Linked DNA regions of Mus musculus: region 2 is linked to region 1. The links are chromatin contacts, called in public promoter capture Hi-C maps. All regions are on one chromosome and are shown on one strand. The core of a region is the stretch at or near the end of the contact, and the rest is flanking DNA. Distances in the headings are between cores, read along the strand shown.

Evidence for each region. Promoter capture Hi-C pulls out the DNA fragments that hold promoters and counts their contacts.
Region 2: a promoter capture Hi-C map of macrophages shows a contact between it and region 1, with 15 read pairs. The contact joins the enhancer-like site here to the promoter of Fcrlb in region 1. A contact is called at or near these places in 18 of 39 promoter capture datasets (the 3T3-L1 cell line, 3T3-L1-derived adipocytes, the C10 cell line and 13 more), 1 of 15 datasets of contacts at CTCF or cohesin (the NIH/3T3 cell line), 9 of 484 Hi-C or Micro-C datasets (the Patski cell line, bone marrow-derived dendritic cells, bone marrow-derived macrophages and 5 more), 27 of 115 datasets of contacts at active chromatin or transcription factors (CD4 single positive thymocytes, the HPC-7 cell line, the NIH/3T3 cell line and 15 more) and 8 of 9 other capture datasets (adipose tissue, bone marrow-derived macrophages, embryonic stem cells and 5 more).

The regions. Positions count from the first base shown.
Region 1 is chr1:170,910,705-170,914,870 of GRCm38.p6, reverse strand. Fcrlb (Fc receptor-like B) reads left to right here and starts at 1,930. Exons shown (of 6, transcript NM_001029984.2): 1 at 1,930-1,960; 2 at 2,229-2,249; 3 at 2,592-2,846. The coding sequence starts at 1,930.
Region 2 is chr1:170,948,652-170,952,817 of GRCm38.p6, reverse strand. It overlaps Gm39701, which reads right to left. Exons shown (of 2, transcript XM_011238892.2): 2 at 3,055-3,452. The coding sequence ends at 3,200. Among named protein-coding and RNA genes, the nearest start is that of Gm39701, 5.6 kb to the right of the region's middle. Within about 2 kb of position 2,022, at least 40 of the 459 cell types and tissues checked have an H3K27ac peak or open chromatin away from gene starts, as enhancers often do. A contact at or near this core is called in the HPC-7 cell line, double positive thymocytes, macrophages and 2 more, where this site is marked.

The sequences.
Region 1 (4,166 bases), core at 681-3,180:
TGTTGTCCCAGCACCGAGAGGGCTGAGGAAACTAGAAACACTTTAGCCCACTTGAGAGTTTGAGACCAGGCTGTGCAGGATAGCACACCCTTAACAAGGAAAAACAAAACAAACCCAAAGTAACCTAATACTTTCCAAACTTGTCTGCATACTAAAAGCCTTAGCAGTGTGCAAAGCATCAAAGAATTAAAATCCTATGGGAAGGGTCCTGCGTAGAGAAAAAGACCCACTTGAGAAAAGTTCAGAGGGAAGTGGAATAAGCGGGTGTTGGGCAGGATGCTTTTTGGATCCAGTTCCAAGCATTATCTGAATGGCTAATGAGCTCCGAGGCCGATTCCTATAAGTTCAAGAAAGACGACACAGCTCATGAAGTTTTAATGTGATCAGGTTTCTTCTGGAACCCAGGCAAGGGACTGGGATCTTGGTTCTGACTTATGAGAAGCCAAATAGTCTGCTTGTGTAGACTCTGCGAACTTTTACTGTAGAGGTGGTGGGCCGTGCAGAAGTCAGACCGTGGGGACAGGCTGTGGTTGGTGTGAGGAATCCCACACTGGTCCCAAGATGAGGAGGCAGGCAGGGCTGTAGGGAAGCACATGAGTGCTGCCTAAATGGGCATTCATCTCGGCTCTCTCCGGTTCCCTCCTCCCCTACGCTGGCTCACCTTATCAGATACCATCCTACTTTTCAGACCTACATGATAACTCTCTCTCTCCCTTTCCCTCTCCCTCTCCCCTGTCCTCTGTCTCCCTTCTTCCAATCAAATCATGCTTCCAAAGCAAGATCCAAAAAGGTCAGCATAATTGAAGACTGGTCATGTTTTCCTCAGATGCATTTGTATTTTAACAGGGAAAAAGCACACTGCACTGAAAATATGAGGGAATTCTCAGAGGAAAACTTGGTGCCTCAGCAAAACTGGAGGATGGGATCTTGGAGAGCTGACTGTATCTGACCACTGATCTCCTTCCTGCTAGGGTTCCAAGGAAGGCAGATGTCCTGGTTCTAAACAGCCGCCAGTGCAGACAGGGCAGAGCTCAGGGAGACATACTATCAGGTTGGAAACTTCATTAAATATTTACTTGAAACTTGGGCTCTTCATTGCTCAGGTGTGGTCACGTGGCTCAGAGGAGCGAAGCAGAGAGGTCGGATTTGAGAAGCCTCCGAGGGGCTCATGCAGTCAGTGGCCTCTCTCCCAGGCCATAGCCCTGTGGACTAGGACTTGGCTGGGGAAGGGTGTTAGGGTCAGACGGAAGGCAAGAAGAAAGGAGCAAGCAAGTGAAGGTACCATAGCTCGAGATCATTGTGGGTGGGGAGGGAAGAAGTGTTTCAGATTCGAGGAAGGGAGGAGAAGAAAACACTTTACACTTCTGGTTTTTACTTGGGGAACAACAGGTCAGCAGGAGCATAGCAGGATGAATGAATCACGCCTTTCTGTCTACCCATGGGTGGGAGGATATAAGCTCTGCTTCGGAACACACAATGACCTCTCTAGGCCTCACACCAAGAATACCTGTCATCAGGGATTAAGCAGGAATAAGATGGGCTTTATGAACATCAATGGGACTGGCTACTAGGGAAAGGTTGGGGTGGGAGTGGGATATTGATGGACCCAATGGAGCCTGGGGAATCTATGTGACTCTTGAGAGTGGTAGAAGTCACAGCTCTATAGGGCTTCTCTATAGAAGTCAAGGCTGGGCTGAGCTGGAACATGGCTACAGAGGGGTAGATAGGACAGTGCTTGATGCTTGGGGTAGGTGAGTAACACACTCAGGTGACATCCTGGTCTTTGTGTTCCACCATCTTGAGGAAGTGGGAATGGACAGAAGAAGCAACAGTGTCTCCCAGTTCCCAATGTCTGCTTCCATCTATCTTTTTTCTCTCTGCCCCACATCCATGCCTCCAACCTCTACCGAGCCTGCAGGCAGAGTCATTATGTGGATGCTTGCAGCCCTCCTGCTTCTGGGTGAGTCAGTAATGAGGGGGCATCAGCAGGATTTGGGGAGGGGGAGAGTATGACAGGGCAGGGTTATGTGGGATAAGAGAGCAGCCACCTTTGCTGACCTCAGGTTTCATATGGTTCTCTGTCTGCCTTGGGGTGATGAAATGGAGCTAGCTTTCTCAAAGCTGGGTAATTTGGTATGGACAAAGGAAACTCAGGCTTTCCCAGGATCAAGAGTCTTTCCTGTCACTGAGGACAGTCCTCAACCTCTTCCTTCTTTCTTGCTTTGCAGTTCCAAGAAGTGGAAAAGCTGGTAAGTCTTATACATCTCTCATCCAAGTTTTGATGAGTTCCACGAGGGTAGATGCCCCAGTTCCTGGCTGTTCTGAGATGGTATTCCCCCCCCCACTCTTGCCCAATCTTGATGACTAAATGTTCTTGAGCATAGACACGGTCAGAAATGGCTTATGATTAATAGATTCCTTGTCTGCAGCCTCATGTCTGTGGTCTCCCTCATTGCCAGGGTTGGTTCCTCTGTGGGCTGGGACCCAGAAACTGGTGTTTCCCAACAATTCCCAATCCTGGGACTTTATTTTTGGGCAAGCACCTCATCTTACTTTACTTCCTCACACGGCCCCATCCCCCACATCCCCAGCTACTCTGGAGAAGCCTGTACTGACTCTACACCCACCTTGGACCACCATCTTCAAGGGAGAGCGAGTAACCCTGAGATGTGATGGATACCACCCTCTGCTGCTGGAGCTCCGGCCCATTAGCACTCTCTGGTACCTGGGCCATGTCCTCCTGCCTTCCCACAAGAAGAGCATCGAGGTGCAGGCACCAGGGGTGTATCGATGTCAGACACGAGGAGCACCCGTCAGTGATCCTATCCACCTCTCTGTGTCTAACGGTGAGTGCTGGCCCTACTGGCAGAGTAGACATCGGGCTATTCCCAGGGGACAAGAAGAAAAAAAAAAAAAAGGTCACACAGAACCACCTTGAGTCTCTGGAGTAGGCAGAAGCCTGCAGTAAAGATTTCCTGGTCCAAAAGCCATCCCCCTCCCCGTCTTCCTGATGGAGCATGAAGCAAATTAATATTATTAATTTATTAAGTGGGGTGACCTGGTTTCAGAAAGTCAAAAATTGTGCTCTCCTGACACTACTGGAACCCAGAATCCTAAGTTCCCCCTCCTCTGTCTCTCTGTCTCTGTCTCTGTCTCTGTCTCTGTCTCTCTCTGTCTCTGTCTGTCTCTGTCTCTGTTTCTCTCTGTCTCTCTCTGTCTCTCTCTGTCTCTCTCTGTCTCTCTCTGTCTCTCTGTCTCTCTCTCTCTCTCTCTCTCTCTCCCTCTCTCTCTCTCTCGGATCCCTGACTGGCCTGGAACTCACTGTGTATACTAGGTTAGCCTTGAACTACAAGGATTTTTTGGTGTCTACCTCTTGAATACTGAGGTAAAGCCATGTACCACACCCAAACAGAGTCCTGTTTGCATATTTGTTTTGGTTTGTTTTTTTGCTGTTTCTCTAATTTTTTTTTTAGACATAGTCTCATTTTGTAGCCTAGGCTGGCTGGCCTGGAACCCACAGAGATCAACCTACTGCCCCCTTCTAAGTGTCTTCCAAGCGCTAAGATTAAAGTTGTGCTCCACCACATCAGCCCAGCCAGGATTCTGAGTTTTAATGTCTATGTGAATATAAATAAAGGGATTGAAACTGGGGGTTGTTTCATGGCACTAGACTGGAGGCCAAGTGAGGAGAACAAGAGGTGGAGAGGAGGTGTGTCAAAATGCCAATGCCACATGTAAATCTCCATAGCGAGAGAGGCTACCGGAGGTGGGAGGTGGCAGGGTACAAGGAAGAGAAGAGGGACGGAGATGAAGGGGAGGAAACAATTAAAGATGTGTTTGTTTGAAAAATGATCTCATAATTAAAGTTAATTATTTGTGATCTTAAAAAAAAAGTAGCCAGTAATTATGCATCTGTAATCTTACACTCAGGAGGCTGAGGCAGGAGAATTCCCACAAGTTTGAGGCCAGCCTAGGCCATATAGCAATACCCTTTCTCAAAGGTCTTTTTACAAGGAATGAAATAAGAAAAAGAGAGATGAGGCAGAGGAAGAGACGGGGGAAGAAGGAAGGAAGACAGGTGGGGGGGATTGGACAAAGAACTTAATAAAACTTCTGCTGTTGGCACATATACATGAGCACCTAGGAGTCGATCAAGGAGCAACTGT
Region 2 (4,166 bases), core at 773-3,272, 38 kb before region 1:
TTCATCTCTAGGGCTGTTGTTCAGCTGTGTTCATGGAACCAAAGTTTTCCTGAAGAGGAGCCAATATTCCTAACTGTTGAGCCATCTCTCTACCCCCCACCCCACCAATTTATGTTAAAGAACATAACTTTATTTGGTTAACCTATTTCAGAATTTGTTGGCTGGGCAATAATGCCGTAGCTGGTATCTCTGTGTTAGAATGTAGAAGAAGTACCAGTAAAATTGCTCTGTCGAATCAGAAGAATATCACAGGCTTTTTCATTTCCTTGGCTATGTGTCTTGGAGGGAAGAAGCCAGTGATTCTATTGCTGGTGGCAGAAGTTAGGGAAGAAAGGTCTACCTACTTGTTTCCAGGTTCTTATTACCATTGGGGAAAGACTCCAGAGACAGGAAAGAGTAAGGAATCTGGCAAAGGCTTTACTATAGAGTAAAAATATACACTTGAGAGGTGTGAATGTGTTTCTCAAAGAGTATGATTGCTAGGGCTTTGCATAGCTTTTTTTATGTATAAGTTTTAATGGAAGAAAGGTCTTATTCGTGAGCTAAGGTATATATAGGATTATTGGATACTCAAGGGGTGCATTGGAGTTTGTCTGAGAATAGCATTTGCTCAGCCCTGACCATCCTGGAACTCTACATAGATCTAGCTGGCCTGGAACCCAGAGATCTACCTGCCTCTTCCTTCCAAGTGCTGGGATTAAAGGCATGCTCCTCTGTTCTTACCTGAGGTTTTTGGATTTCAGATTCAACGATTGGAATGAGACGCTTCCAGACTAACAGAATAGAGATGGAATTACAGTGAAGTAATAACACTGTGGCAGTCTTGATAAGCCCTGTTGGCTTCTGCTAGTTTGGGATGGTCTTGTTTCTTCCCTGTTTGAATGGTCACATGATGTGTGATGTGATATAGCCCCATGGTTGCGTCAGTCTCTAGCAACTATACGGTTTGCTTTTTATTTTCCCCCCACAGACTTACACCGTAGCCCGTTGCTGTAAATATTATTTGGGGTTTCTACCCCACCTTAGATCATTTAGTTCCCACATAAAAGACACAAAACCTTTATATTTATAATAAGCCTTAAAAGCACTAGAGTTGGGCAGATATCAACCCTCTGTGCTATTTTGTCTATTCCCTGTCAATAACCGTGAGATATCGTTTGGTATGTTCTGCCTGGGCCACTGCTACTTCAACAGGCCAGTCCTCATGGCCTTGTTTGTGCTCGTGGTCCACCTACCCCATGACAACTTTTCCCCCTCTTATTCTCCTCTCCTCTCCTCTCCTCCCCTCCCCTCCCCTCCCCTCCCCTCCCCTCCCCTCCCCTCCCCTCCCCTCCCCTCCCCTCCCCTCTCCTCTTCTTGCTGGCCCTACCCCAGATCACAAGCCTAGGAACTGAAGCCTCACCTACCTCTTTTCTTCCCAACTATAGACTGTAGGTGTCTATTAACCAATCATGGATAACTGGGGGGCAAGGTTTAAACAACCAAAGCTGATGATATACTTGAGAATCTGCTCATCTTGGAGCAACCAGATCTTAGGGTACAGAATTTAGCATCTGAATACAAGCGAGTGCTAGGATTACAGGTGTGACCCACATACCCCATACTTTTTCTATTCTACACCTTCTAGGATGTTTTGTTTTCTGCTAGGTATTTTGTTTCAACAATCATTTTAACTAATTAACACACTGAGAAAATCCAGGGTGGCTGAGAATTAAAGGCTTTATCCTATGCCCGCAATCTTAAGGAAAGTAACAGAGAGGAAAGATAAACCTTGGTGTCTGCTAAACAAATTTGCAGAGTCACCATGAAGAGACTTTGAAGGTTTAAATTGACTGTCAACCTGATAAGATCTAGAGTCACCTAGGCAACAAGCCTCTGGGCGTGCTTATGAAGGACTGTCTGAATTAGATTAAAGGAGATGGGAAGACCCACCGTGAATGTGGGCAGGGGCATTCCAGGAACTAAAGTCCTGAACTGCTTGAAAAGGGAGAGGCTAGCAAGGGCTGTCATCTTTCTTTGCTTCCTCAATTGCAGATGCAATGTGAAAAGCTGTCTGGGACTCTGTTCCCTACCTCTTCTCTGCAGTGTTACATTGTACCCTCAACTCTGACACCAAATAAACCTTCCTTCCATCACAGCAGAAGGACCAGTAACTGATACAGAGACTAGACAAAAAGACACTTATTTCAGGTTTTTCTGTAGGCCAAGAACTTCAAGAGCTTTTCCTTCCTTCCTTCCTTCCTTCCTTCCTTCCTTCCTTCCTTCCTTCCTTCCTTCCTTCCTTCCTTCTTTCCTTCTTTCTTTCTTTTTCTTTTTTGAGACAGAGTCTCTCTATGTAGTCCTGGCTGTCCTGGAACTCATAGAGATCCTCCTGCCTCTGCCTTCTGGGTACTAGGATTAGAGGTGTGTGCCATCACTCACTTTAAGACCAATTTGAAGAGTCTAGAGAATGGTCTACTACTAAGTTTGTTTGTTTTCTGTTCCAAACTGTGGCACAGTTACCAAGAACAAACCCCAGCTGAGCAGGGAAGGACACTTTCATCCTTGGCTAAGTGAAAGAGTGGGAGAGAGCGTGGCAAACCTTGACCCTTAGAGTGTTTCTAGATACAGGAGGGAGAAATGAGCACCAGAGGATAGGTTTGAAAGACCCCCGAGCTGGGTAGTCAATCACTCTGAGGAGACCCTCCCAAGGAACAGCGAGGCCACGTTTCGGATGCAAACAGCAAAAGGCTTTATTGGGAACACGGGTACCCGGGCGACTCAGTCTATCGGATGACTGGCGCACCGAGTGTGGGGTTTTTACCCTTTTTATAGGGCTGGGGAGCAAAAAGCGCGGTTACAGAAGCGAGAAGCGAGCTGATTGGTTAGTTTAAATAAGGCTTGGGGTTTTTCCCGGTCTTTTGGGGAACTTGAAACTGAGGTGGGACTTTCCAGAAACTGTTGCTAGTTTCGCTTTATCTGAGTACCATCTGTTCTTGGCCCTGAGCCGGGGCCCAGGTGCTCGACCACAGATATCCTGTTTGGCCCCTGTCCCAGTTTTGTTCAGCCTTATTCTTTAACTAAACTTCCTTGTGACTTTTGAGAACTCAGCTCTGGTACTTTTTCATGCCTTGCAAAATGGCGTTACTGCAGCTAGCTTGCTAAGCCTTATGGTGGGGTCTTTCATTCCCCCCTCTTTCTGGAAACTGAATAAAATCTTTTATTCACGCGATTCTACTTCTTCTGGATCTATTGATTTGAGTTGGTGATACTGTTGGGTCAGAACCAGGGCCTGCACCACCGAAATTCTGTCTTTTACAAACTGGACCAAGCGGTTGAGAATGCAGGGTCCGAGGAGTAGGATTAATAAAAGTACTATCAGAGGGCCCATAATGGTGGATATCAGGGTCGTGAACCATGGGGACCTGTTAAACAGTCCCTCAAACCACCCTTGTCCTGATTCGAACAATTTTTGCCTCTGGTTTAGCCTTTCTCTTAGCTTAGCCATGCTATCCCTTACTACGCCAGTGTGGTCTGCATAGAAACAGCATTCTTCTTTTAGGGCAGCACATAATCCTCCTTCTTTTAGGAACAGCAGATCTAATCCTCTCCGGTTCTGTAGGACCACCTCAGACAACGAGGTCAGAGACTTTTCTAGGGCACTGACTGATTTTTCTAAGGCCCCAAGGTCTGTATGTATGGCTGCCTGGAGCTGCTCGAATTGTTTGGTGGCCACTAGGGCTGTAGTCCCTGTTCCTACTCCTGCAGCTATGCCGCCCATAGTAAGTCCTCCCAACAGCAGGGCCAGAGTTAATGACACCGGCTCTCTTTTATATTTGGTTTTTCTCTCAAACTGGTCATAAACATAACCAGGGGAGTGGTAGGTCACCTTTGGCCAGAGCTCAACCAGGACACAGTAATCGGTGGTGAGGTTGAGTACAGTGGTAGATAGGCAGGGAGTGAGCCCGGTGTTGCAAGCCCAGATGGTCCCGGCGGGAGCAGCCAGATAGTAGGACCCGTCGCTCGCCTTCTGGGTGGTATTACACAGGGCCTGATGGGTTTTGGGAACTGCTCCTACGCAGAGTCCCTGCCCGGTCACTTCGGACAGGGTCAGCTTGTGTTGGGAGGCCACGGAGCAGTTAGCTGGGGCAGAGGTATGGTTGGAGTAGGTACCTAGGACGGCAACC